Regions from separate parts of the Pan troglodytes genome. Here regions 1 and 2 are each linked to region 3. Evidence: chromatin contacts called from public Hi-C data. All regions are on one chromosome and are shown on one strand. The core of a region is the stretch at or near the end of the contact, and the rest is flanking DNA. Distances in the headings are between cores, read along the strand shown. Region 1 has its middle 32 kb from the start of APOL3. Region 2 has its middle 35 kb from the start of RBFOX2. Region 3 overlaps RBFOX2 (RNA binding fox-1 homolog 2).

Evidence for each region. A called contact is a pair of places that touch in the nucleus more often than the background predicts.
Region 1: a contact with region 3 is called in a Hi-C map of stem cell-derived neural progenitor cells, with 4 times the contacts expected there. The contact joins two enhancer-like sites. A contact is called at or near these places in 4 of 7 Hi-C or Micro-C datasets (blood, induced pluripotent stem cells and stem cell-derived neural progenitor cells) and 1 of 1 other capture datasets (stem cell-derived neural stem cells).
Region 2: a Hi-C map of stem cell-derived neural progenitor cells shows a contact between it and region 3, with 3 times the contacts expected there. The contact joins two enhancer-like sites. A contact is called at or near these places in 1 of 7 Hi-C or Micro-C datasets (stem cell-derived neural progenitor cells) and 1 of 1 datasets of contacts at active chromatin or transcription factors (stem cell-derived excitatory neurons).

Annotation. Positions count from the first base shown.
Region 1 is chr23:38,204,801-38,208,839 of NHGRI_mPanTro3-v2.0_pri, forward strand. No RefSeq gene overlaps it. Among named protein-coding and RNA genes, the nearest start is that of APOL3, 32 kb to the right of the region's middle. Within about 2 kb of position 2,726, at least 11 of the 24 cell types and tissues checked have an H3K27ac peak or open chromatin away from gene starts, as enhancers often do. A contact at or near this core is called in stem cell-derived neural progenitor cells, where this site is marked.
Region 2 is chr23:38,160,331-38,164,386 of NHGRI_mPanTro3-v2.0_pri, forward strand. No RefSeq gene overlaps it. Among named protein-coding and RNA genes, the nearest start is that of RBFOX2, 35 kb to the left of the region's middle. Within about 2 kb of position 1,726, at least 22 of the 24 cell types and tissues checked have an H3K27ac peak or open chromatin away from gene starts, as enhancers often do. A contact at or near this core is called in stem cell-derived neural progenitor cells, where this site is marked.
Region 3 is chr23:38,018,420-38,022,300 of NHGRI_mPanTro3-v2.0_pri, forward strand. The region is part of intron 2 of RBFOX2 (RNA binding fox-1 homolog 2); the gene reads right to left. It also overlaps the pseudogene LOC129138400. Among named protein-coding and RNA genes, the nearest start is that of RBFOX2, 110 kb to the right of the region's middle. Within about 2 kb of position 2,307, at least 2 of the 24 cell types and tissues checked have an H3K27ac peak or open chromatin away from gene starts, as enhancers often do. A contact at or near this core is called in stem cell-derived neural progenitor cells, where this site is marked.

The DNA of each region.
Region 1 (4,039 bases), core at 1,476-3,975, 190 kb after region 3:
ACAGGAGGCCTGAGGCAGGCAGGACAGCATGTGACAGTGGGCTGTTTGGGTCTTCCTTCCCCAAAGTCATCCTGGGGCGGTGAGATCTCGGGCCATTCATTCCATTGCACAGAGGCATTAATGCAGGCTACCTCCCAACTTGTTCATAAAAATGTTAAGTGATGGACAAAATAATGTCTTTACATTTTTCTTAAACGTTTGGTTCCTGCTGCTGCTTATCTGGTAGAGAGGCTCATCAGAGGAGAAAATGAAGGAAGATTCCCTTGTCAAACATCACACCAGAGAGCAAGCATCTTTGTTCAGCCTGTGAGGATCATCTTTCACATTCAATTTAGAAAAATGGCAGATGTTAATGTTTTTCCTGTTAAGAGATAATTTCTTTTTAAAATGTTTGGTTTTTTTTTCCCCCTTACTATGCCTAGTCCTGCTTTTTATATGATAACAGCCTAGGATTGGAAAGAATGAGAGTTTGGGTGACAGAGATCCTTACATTTGAATCTCAATTCCACTTAGAGGCTATGGTCATGACTTAGAGGCTATATTAAGACCACTTAGAGGCTATGGTCATGACCTTGAGTCCGTTTCCCTGAGTTTCACTGCCTCAGACTAATCATACTGAATAGGCCAGTGTTGCCAAATCCCAGTGCTAGGATGGGGATTAATGAGAAAACATTTGCCAAAAAACCTAGTATACCTTGTATAATACCTGACACGTAGTAGGTGCTCAATAAGTGATACTCATTGATTTATTTATTTATTTATTTATTTATTTTGGAGACCGAGTCTTACTCTGTCGCCCAGGCTAGAGTGCAGAGGCATGATCTCGGCTTACTGCAACCTCTACCTCCTGGGTTCAAATGATTCTCCTGCCTGGGCCTCCCGAGTAGCTGGGATTACAGGCGTGTGCCACCACACCTGGCTAATTTTTATATTTTTAGTAAAGACAGGGTTTCACTATGTTGGCCAGGCTGGTCTTGAACTCCTGACCTCAGGCAATCCGCCTGCCTCAGCCTCCCAAAGTGCTGAGATTACAGTTGTGAGCCACCACGCCTGGTCAATAAGTGATACTCATTGTTAATAACAATTCTAGTTTATCTAAGGATTTAAAGCTGTGTACCTTTCATAGTGTTCTACAAACAGCTTCCTGATTTCCAGGAGCTTTGCTTATATCAGCCAGGATAGTCTAGGTTATGCTGCAGTAAAAAAACAAGCCCCCAGGCTGGGCATGGTGGCTCACGCCTGTAATCCCAGCAATTTGGGAGGCCGAGGCGGGCAGATCACCTGAGGTCAGGAGTTTGAGACCAGCCTGACCAACGTGGTGAAACCCTGTCTCTATTAAAAATTCAAAATTAGCCGGGCATGGTGGTGCACGCCTGTAGTCCTAGCTAGTTGGGAGGCTGAGGCAGGAGAATCGCTTGAACCTGGGAGGTGGAGCTTGCAGTGAGCCGAGATCGCGCCATTGCACTCCAGCCTGGGCTACTAGAGCGAAACTCTGTCTCAAAAAACAAAACAAAACTAAACAAAAAAACCAACCAAACAAACAAACAAAAACCACCAAAAAGCAAGCCCCCGATCTTAGTGGTTCACAACAGCAAAGGCTACTTCTTGCTCACGCTACATGTCCATCATGGGGCAGGTGCATCTCTGCTCTGGTTGTCTTCCCTCCTGGACTCAGTATCATGGAGCAACCACTTTCTGGAAGATTGCTGGTTGCCACAGTAGAGGAAAAGGGTCTTATATCAGCATTCATTGCTGTGGCTTAGAAACGACACATATTATTTCCATTCAAAACTCTTTTGTCCAGAACTGGTTACATATTCCCACCCAACCATAAGGAGACCAGGAAGAATAATCCCACCGTGCATCTGGAAAGGGGAAAAGCCAGACAAATGTGGCCAACAGCCCCAGTGACTACCACCACAGTGCTTTTGAAAACCACTGCCCAGAGCCAGACAGATGGAGGATCAGCATGGCGGTAGGAGGAAGGGAGAAGCCAGAGGGGAATGAGGAGGAGCCAGGGGTGCCTGGTATGGAGGGCCACCCATCCTTGGTCAATGTGCAGGGCTGGGGCCAGAGGAAGGCTGGGCGCCTTTCTCATCTGGACCCAGACCCAGACAGACCCCGGGGCCATTCCGTTCAGCAGGCAAACAAGCCAGTCCCGCTAGAATGTGGCAGTCACAGGCTTTCAACATGGAAGGTGGAGCTGCCTGGACGCTGTGTTTTTTTTCTGTTTGTTTTTTTGAGACGGAGTCTTGCTCTGTCACCCAGGCTGGAGTGCAGTGGCATGATCTGGGCTGATTGCGCCTCGGCAAAATCTCAGCTGACTTGCCTCCCGGGTTCAAGCGATTCTCCTGCTTCAGCCTCCCGAGTAGTTGAGATTACAGGCGCGCACCACCACGCCCGGCTAATTTCTGTATTTTTAGTAGAGACGGGGTTTCATCATGTTGGCCACGCTGGTCCTGACCTCAAGCGATCCGCCCGCCCGGGCCTCCCAAAGTGCTGGGATTACAGGAGTAAGCCACCGCGCCCGGCCAGACGCTGTTTTCCTGGCACTCCACTTCATGAGCAAAACTGTCACAGAGTCGTATTTCCCTGGCTCCACCCCTCCGGCGCTGCTGGATTCCTGAACCTATTCACTTCTTCTGAAGTGCTCTCAACTTGGCCTCCCTGGCTCCTTCCTGGTGCAGACATTTACTCTTCTGCTCCGGCTTTGTGCCTCTGTAAAACTGCTGACGTCACCAGCAGCAGCTCCGACCGCCTGTCCTCCAAGGTCCCGGGCTGCGGCTGCGCAGCGCCGACAGCACGATGCGTGTGCCGACAGCGCCACCTCCTGGCTCTGCCGAGGCTGTTGGCAACACGCAGGGCTCGCAGTGAGCCCGCTTTTCTACTGCAGCCCTCAAAATTCAGCACGAGGCTTGGCTGGGGGAGCTTGAGTGGCTGACACTGTGGTCTGGTTAGTTTCCATTCTGACCCATGCTAGCCTTCTTTCAGATTCTAGAACTCAGTTCTTCTCCGGACCTCCCTCCCAGCCACAAGTCTTTGAATATGCGGCCTGCAGCTGGGCTCCCCTCATCACCGCTCTTCTCCCCAACCTTCTTCATCCCCGATCTTCTCCCCAACCTTCTTCATCCCTTGGCCGATCTTGAAGACTTAGCTGAGGCAGGGCGCAATGGCTCACGCCTGTAATCCCAGCACTTTGGGAGGCCGAGGCGGGAGCATCACTTGAGGTCAGGAGTTTGAGACCAGTCTGGCCAACATGGTGGAACTTTGTCTCTACTAAAAATACAAAAATTAGCTGGGCGTGGTGGCGGGCACCTGTACTCCCAGCTATTGGGGAGGTTGAGGTAGGAGAATCGCTTGTACCCGGGAGGCAGAGGTTGCTGTGAGCCAGGATTGAGCCACTGCACTCCAGCCTGGGCAACAGAGCAAGATCCCATCTCAAAGAAAAAAAAAAGTCTTAGCTGAAACGTCACTTCCTCGACTCCTCAAATTTAGTCAAGCCCCCCTGCTATGAGATCTCTCCCCTTCTTGCTGGACGGGTTGGCAATGCTGGAGGATCTTGAAAGAGGAACACTCATGGGTCAAGAGCATTTCCTAACAGCGATCAGAGGTTTCAGAATCCTCATGAGCATCAGTGCCTCCTTGCTGGAACGCTGCTCACACACTTTGTGATCCTCAGAGGTGAGATGCAGGCCTATTAAACACGCTGGCCTTGGTGAGAAAGCCTCTGTGGGTTTCTTGTTTATCCCAATAAGCTGATTCAGGAAAGGAGACATCTGCTTCCTTCTCTGTTTGCCATGGAGGACTCACACCTTTCTTGTCCCCAGGACAGTGGACATCTGTTTGCCAATGCAGACCTCGTGCTCACTGGAGGCTGGAGAAGGCAGGCCCAAGAGACGTTCAAGGCATGACAGCTACCCAGGAGGCCTCTAGTGCCCCAAGAGCTGCTCATCAGCCCAATTTTCTTCCTAATATTATTTAAAAATTTAAAGAAATTCAGTGAAAGTGTAAGCATACAGGCATAGGTAGTAGGTAAACT
Region 2 (4,056 bases), core at 476-2,975, 140 kb after region 3:
CTTGACTATGCTAAGCACACTCCTACCTCAGGGCCATTGCACTGGCTGTTCCCCCTGCCTGGATTGCTCTTCCTTCCAGATATCAACACTGATTACTCTCCTACTTGCTTCAGATCTTTGCTCAACTGTCTCCTTATCAGAGAGGGCTTCCCTGAACCCATGTACACATTTCCTATTTGCATCTCTCTTTATCCTGCTTTACTCTTCTGGTTAGCCCTCATCACAACCTGATGTGTTACGGATTTATTTTCACTTGTTTGTATATTTTATGTTCCCCTCCAGTAGCATGTAAGCTCTATAAGAATAGAGACGCTTAGTTTGTATTCCTCAATACCTAGAACGAGCCCTAGCCCAGAGCAGATACTCAACATTTATTTTGAACCAATGGATGAATAATTTGACATTTACATACGTTTTTGTTTGAAAAAAGTTGAATACCACTAATCTTTGGACAAGACGATGGGAGCCTGACATAATCCCTGATGGCACCTGATACAATAGTTAACATGTACTGCCTTAGGTGTTTTTTAAGGTATTCTCTTATTCTTTCTCTTTCCAGCAACCTAGGACGCAGATGCCATTATCCCCATTTTACAGAAGAGGAAATTGAGGCAAAGAGAGATTACATAACTTGCCCAAGATCACACATTAGTTAGCATCAGAGCAAGAGTTTGCACCAAAGCAGCTTGGCCCTATAGTCCACATTCTCTCTCTCCTTTTTTTTTTTTTGGAGATGGAGTTTCGCTCTTGTCACCCAGGCTGGAGTGCAATGGCTTGATCTTGGCTCACTACAACCTCAGTCTCCCAGGTTCAAGCAATTCTCCTGCCTCAGCCTCCCGAGTAGCTGGGATTACAGGCGTGTGCCACCACATCTGGCTGATTTTTATATTATTAGTAGAGACGGGGTTTTGCCATGTTAGCCAGGCTGGTCTCGAAATCCTCAGGTGATCCACCCACCCTGGCCTCCCAAAGTGCTGGGATTACAGGTGTGAACCACCACACCTGGCCTAGTCCACATTCTTAACCACTCTGCCATGATACTTGGATCTGGAAGTACTCTAAACATCTAGTATAAAGGGGTTGGACCGTGATCTCTAAGATGCTTCCAGTTCTATGGGTCTGTGAGCTTGAGATTCTACTACTTAGAATATTCATTGATTATTGACTTAATTAGTTAGCTAATTCATTTCTTCAACACATATTTATTAGCTATTCACTACATGCTAGGTTCTGTGCTAGGCACTTCCCATATATTTTCTTTAATCCTGAGAAGTAGGAATTATGATGCTTATCTTACAGATGAGGAATCTGAGGCTTATAGAACTTAAGAATTTATCCAGGGTCCAGTTATTAGCAGGAACAAGATTCGAGTCCCGGTCTCAAGTCTGCTTTTTTCCAAAACTCAAGCTCCTTCCCTGACCCTCGCCTGCTTCTCTTCCAGCTTGCAGGGAGCCTTGGGGCCCTACGTGCGTGAAGTTCCAATGAACCCACGGAGAGGCCTGTAGGGGCAGGGGACAGGGGGTGCCTCTTCACCTCTGAGGCAGGATTTCAGAGTCTGAGAGCACCAGTTTGGTCCAGAAACCCTGGCTGGGACGTTAGTAAAGGGGCAAGAATTCACAAACCCTCACGAGGTGTCACTTTTTGTCCTGATCCTCTCCTTTCCCTCCAGCCTGCTGTGGCCAGCGTCAACCACTGCGACATATAACATGCCACATCAGCAGACAGGCCAGGCTGGGATCCCAGATAATTTGACAGCAGGGGCCTTTCACCATCGGACTTCTTTCCAGTCAGGCAGCACTGAGACTAATTAAAGCTCCCTCTGGGGCATCAGGGAGAAGGGAGGAGACAGGCACGACCAAATCTAAAGACATACTCGTCCGGGAATCAAGCGAGGGAGGCGGAGGTAGAAGCCTGGCTCGGAGGAGCTCACAGCGGGTCCTGCAGGCAGAACGCGGTCACGTGACTGATGTCCCTCCGGCTGGCAGCGCAAATGGAGTCACAGCCCTAGCAATACCCCGGATTGCAAACTCTCGAGGTCTCCGCCCATTTCATGGCAGGAAATCAGTGTTTTCCAAGAACGCCCAGTGGCGCGGGCACCGGCCTGAGTCCCGCCGCCCACTGCTCTCGAGCGGCCGGAGCAGCAGCTCCGTGGCGCCCCCTGGAGGCCGCCCCTGCTGGCGCCGTCCCCCGGGTGTCAATAGACCGTGGCGCGCCTCCCTCTCGGTTGAGAGCTGTGGGAGCCCAGGACGTGCCTATTAAAGGTATCTTTTGAAGTGAGAGGGACAAGAAAAGGCCTTCCCTTTATGTAACTCTCTGTTCCCCAGCAAAGTTGCCAGGGTCCCCAACAATCGTAGTTTCTCCTTCACAGGAGGTTCCCCTGACGTCCTCTAGAGGGCGCGCGCGCACGGCCAGGGCGATTTCGGGGTCCGCAGCCCACGTGCTGCGCGGTCTCTTCTCCAGGCCACCCCGCTTGTCTAGCTATGCGCAGGGGGCAGGGAAAGATCTCCCTGTAAGATCTCCCTTACATGTGGATATCTGAGAGCAGAGATCTCGATGACCCCGGAAGACCCCTACACCCGGAGTGGAGCGGGAGCAGGATGAGAGAATATTGACTGAGCCCTGCCAGCCACTGTTCTAAGCGCTTTTTCCCTGTTCCTGCCGATTTGTTCCTCACAACAACCATAGGAAGTGGAGACTATGATTATCCCCGTTGCACAGTAAGGAAACTGAGGCAAAGGGAGGTTAGGTAACTTGGCGATGTCTCCCTGCTAGGGATAGCAGAATGGGATAGAAACGCAGGCCACCCGGCTTGGCGCGGTGGCTCACGCCTTTAATCCCAGCACTTAGGGAGGCTGAGGTGGGCGGGTTACCTGAGGTCAGGAGTTCGAGACCAGCCTGGCCAACATGGCGAAACCCTATCTCTACTAAAAATACAAAAATTAGTCGTGGTGGGCACCTGTAATCCCAGCTACTCAGGAGGCTGAGGCAGAAGAATCTCTTGAACCCAGGAGGCAGTGGTGGCAGTGAGCCGAGATCATCCCACTGCACTTCAGCCTGGGTGGCAGAACAAGACTCTGTCTCAAAAAAAAAAAAAAAAAGAAAGAAAGACAGGCCACCCAGTGGTGGTCCCTGTGCTCCTCCCCACCCCCGCACTGTGCTGGGCGGTGAGGACGCGGCTGGCCCAGGAGGTGGGGGTGTGGAGTGGGGCACATCAGAGATTTCAAATTGACCAAGGTCTGTTTTGTGTCAGTTTGTCAGTTTTATGTGTCAGCTTGGCTAAACTATGGTCTCCTGTTATTTGATCAAACACTAATCTATTTTTTCTTTTAGTTTAAAAAATAATAATTAAATGAACAAATCCTGGCTAATGTATTTTTTTGTAGAGACAGGGTTTTGCCATGTTGCCCAGGCTGGCCTCTGACCCTTGTGCTCAAGTGATCTGCCACCATGCCTAGCCTCAAACACTAATCTAGATGTTGCTTGAAGGCATTTTGTAGATGTGATTTGTCTATAATTAGTTTACTTCAAGTAAGGGAGATTATCCCAGATAATCTGGGTGAGTCTGAAAGACTTTATGGGTAGAACTGAGGTGCCCTTGAAGAGGAAGAAATTCTGCCAGCCAATAGCAATTTCAGCTTGTGCTGAAGAGTTCCAGCCTTCCTAACAACCAGCCCTACAAATTTCGGACTTGCCTAGCCAGCCCTGTGTGTATAAACCAATTCCTTGCAATAATCACACTTACACCCTCACCCCACCCCCCTCCCCAAATACATGTATATATGGAGAGAGAGGGAGAGAGAATATAAAATCATACATATATCATATATCTCCTATTTGTTCTGTGTCTTTAATTTCTCTAGTTGACCCCTGACTGATGCAATGACCCAAGAGCAGGCAGATGCCCAGGGGGCGTTTATGACACCTCTCCTAGGACTTGGCTCAATCTGAGTCCCTTGTGAGTCCCTCAACGGCCATCTGCAACCCTGAGGAGGGTAGGAAAATCCCAAATTGACTGAGATTACATTTCCATCATCAACAGCAATGGAGAATCAATAA
Region 3 (3,881 bases), core at 1,057-3,556:
TGGTGATGGTGATGGCTGAATGATTGTAAACATGCTAAAAGCCACACACTTTAAATGGGTGAACTGTACAGTATGTGAATTATATCTCAATAAAGCTGTTTTAAAGTGCCCTTGGAGAGTATATCACCTCCTTTGGGAAGGAAATTTTAATGAGGGAACTTTGATTCTTCTAGCCATCCCTTGTTTCCAAATGCCTTCCTGCTCCTTCCTATCAATGATTCACTTTGCTATTCCCATCCTCTGCTCACTGCACTATCTAGCTCAGGTTTACACCTTTCCTACGAAAACGACTGGGCTATTAGTTTTGTTTTGTTCTTCAAGTCCACCTCCACTCTAGTGGACTTTAGTGTCCTTTCTTACACACCTAGTCTCCTTCTGTCCCAGCTCACATAGTAAAACAATACATATACACAGAATAGTGGCTAAACACCTGCCACACCATGAAAAAAAGAATGAGGATAAACGACCGCACAAAAGCACAGGTTTGGGAGTTTTAACTAATTTGGTTCCAATCAAAGCATTTGGCCAAGTTACTTTAAATGTCACTGTCAGTTTCCACTGCTGTAAAATGGGGAAAACTAATGTATCTAATTGCATGTGGTTATTATAAAAATTAAATGATTAATATGATGCCTGGTCATGAAGGTCCTCAATAAATAATAACTGCTATTTATGGAAGTCTTATGCCCAGTTTTTCTCATGCTGTCATTCGGCAGCTCAGCCTCTATGTCAAAAAGCCAACAATAAAAGCAGGCTGTTGGCGCCATCAAATTGTTCACCATCAGTATTCCTATTTGTTCTAACCCATCTAACTCACAGATCCCAGTCTATTCCTGATACTTTGGCTTTTTTACTTCAATTTGTTTTCTTATTTCTGGGCTCACTTTAACCTCAAACATGTTTAGTATTGCCTTTCCAGTTCCATGTCCCCTTCTCAACCAAAATCTGCTTACTGCCTTAATTTTATACTTTAAGCCACTCTGGACAAATTGTTTACCCACAGTACCAAAGCACTCAGTATCCTATTCTTCCTAAAAGCATATCATGAAATCAAAACAAGACGGACTTTAGAAAGAATTATGATAAAAAAGCTTACAACCTTACAAGGTACTACTTGGCAGCCATGAAATGATGCAGCAGACATAGCTAATGGCATGAAACGATGTTTATAATACAGTAGGGCTGAGCTGGAGGCATTTTACAAAAGTTTACAGAATATGATTGACATCTGGTAAGGAATTTTAAAATGTGTATATATGCAAACAGAGTTACGCTGAAACAAGATAATCAACAACAAAACGTTAAGATAAAGTTAAATATATTAAGGCAGATTTTATTCTATTCTTTTGATCTGCTGTATATTCTAAATTTTCTTCAATGAATGCAAATTACTTTTGTTTTAAAAAAATATTTTAAGGACTTTTAAAAAAGAATTAATTTAAAGATTGCAATGCCTCTTAGCATTTTCTTACCAGCCACTATAGTATGGCTCAGGAGTCAGAAAAACCAGGGTTCAAATCCCTATTCTACCACTTATTATATGTACGACTTTGGCACATCACTTAATGCTTTTAAGGCTTGCTGTTCTCATGTGGAAAATGAAGAGGAAACTCCTAGCCAAGTACTTGGCACATAGTCTTCCATAAATACCAGTGCCCTTAACTCTTCCACTCCTTTACCCTATGACAGTGGTTCTCAAGTTGAGTGTGTATAAGAATTACCAAAGCATGTTAAAACAGATTACTGGACCCCATCCTCAGAGTTTCTGATTCAGTAAGTCTGGGGAAGAGGCAGAGACCATGAATAAAGGTAAGTTCCCAGGTGATGCTGATGCGGCTGGATTTGAAGCCACACTTTGAGGATACTGCTCTAGGCAATAAGACTTACAAAGTCTTCTTACAACATGTTATACAGGTATGAAGTGCTCTTTCACATCAAAAGTATTTCAGGAATACATGCTCACTGGATACTGAATTAAATTAGAAGCTAATACTGCACATCCACCCAAAAGGCCAACCTTACAACATGGGATAATTCACCCCAGCACATTGAGGGAATTGGTCTTCCACTTAAAGCAGTCAGCAAATAACAATTATTAACACTGCATTTAGAATATTCTGGTTCCAGCATGGGAGAAAACATGAGAATGCAGACACAGATCAGACAAATGAAGAGATGGACAAGAGAATCCACTGCAAGAAGTTCTGTGCCTGTCTGGTAAATTCATCTGGGGCAGAGGGGCAGATTCTGTTGTGTCACAGAACACTTGCTTTGCTCTGGGTGCCCTCTGTTGACAAAAACTGACATAGCCACTTCCTTCCCTCCCTTTTCTCCTCCCACCCTAGGGCCAAGAGTCCCTCTAGTGTGACTCAGACTTGAGGCAAGGTTTCCAGTTAGAAAATTTTCCTAAGCCCATATGTAGGCAAGACAGACCTTTCCTTCCTCCAGCTTTCCTAAGTCCCCTTCTCTGTGTGCTTGTATCTGCAGCTTATCTCCAAACAGGTTAATTGTTTCAGGACCATGGAACAAAAAGTGAACAGCATTTAGCATAATGATATGTGAAATTTAAATCACAATTGCATTTCATTTTAGAAATGGCTAGTATTCACACAGAGGGAATAAACTGAGTTTGTAAATAGTGTCAAATACAATGTGAAACTCTGTTGGTATTAAGAATACTGATAAGGCCGGGCATGGTGGCTCATGCCTGTAATCCCAGCACTTTGGGAGGCCATCGTGGGCAGATCACGAGGTCAGGAGTTCGAGGCCAGCCTGACCAACATGGTGAAACCCCATCTCTACTAAAAATACAAAAATCAGCCGGGCATGGTGGCTAATTTTCCAGCTAGTCAGAAGGCTGAGGCAGAAGAATTGCTTGAACCTGGGAGGCAGAGGTTGCAGTCAGCCAAGATTGCGCCACTGCACTCCAGACTGGGTGACAGAGCTAGACTCCATTTAAAAAAAAAAAAAAAAAAAAACTAGACATGTCTAAATCAGGACTTTGGTCTATGGGCTACTTGTTTTTGTAGAACCCACACACAGACTACCAGCTAAGATAGCTTTTACATCTTGTAATGACTGAAAGAAAAAATCAAAAGAAAAACGACATTTCATGACATATAAAAATTATATGAAATTAAAATTTCAGTACCCACAAATAAAGTTTTACTAGAATAGAGCCACAATCTTTTGTTTACTATAATCTAAGCCTGCTTCCCTGCTACCGTGCCAGAGTTCCTGAGTAGCTCTAACAGAGACCATATGGCCCAGATGCTCTCAGATGCTTTACAGAAAGTTTGCCCCCTCCTGTTTTAAACTATTGATAAATGTGACACCTGAACCTTCAGTCAGGTATGAAGTGCTGGGTTTGAAGTCCTATGGCTCTGTCTTAGCAATGACTTCCCCCAACATTTAGTGTGAGTCCTGCACGTGGTGAGGGGTCAGCCTACACTGCCTAACACACTCCCCTTGCATCCACAGAAGCTGAAGGTACTGTGCTAGATTTCTGGCATGTTTTTTGGCTAATACTTATCAGCAATCCTATAAAAGCATCCCATCTTACAAATGAGGAAGTAAGCCTAAGGGAAGTTAAGTATCAGTCCAAACTGGAATTTGAACTCAGGTCTGTCTGACACCAGAGTTCTTTGATCATTCCTCACTGGTTTTCAAACTGTCTTCCAGTCAGCAGAGCCTTATGGGGGAAAGGGCTCCAGGCCTTTCATATCTTTTTTTTCTTTTTTCTTTTTCCTTTTATTTCCCCAACTTCTTACACTTCCATATTGTTTTAGAGATAGGGTCTTTTGTCGCCCAGGCTGGAGTGCACTGGCACAGTCAGCTCACTGAAGCCTCGAACTCCTAGGTTCAGGCCATCCTCTTGCCTC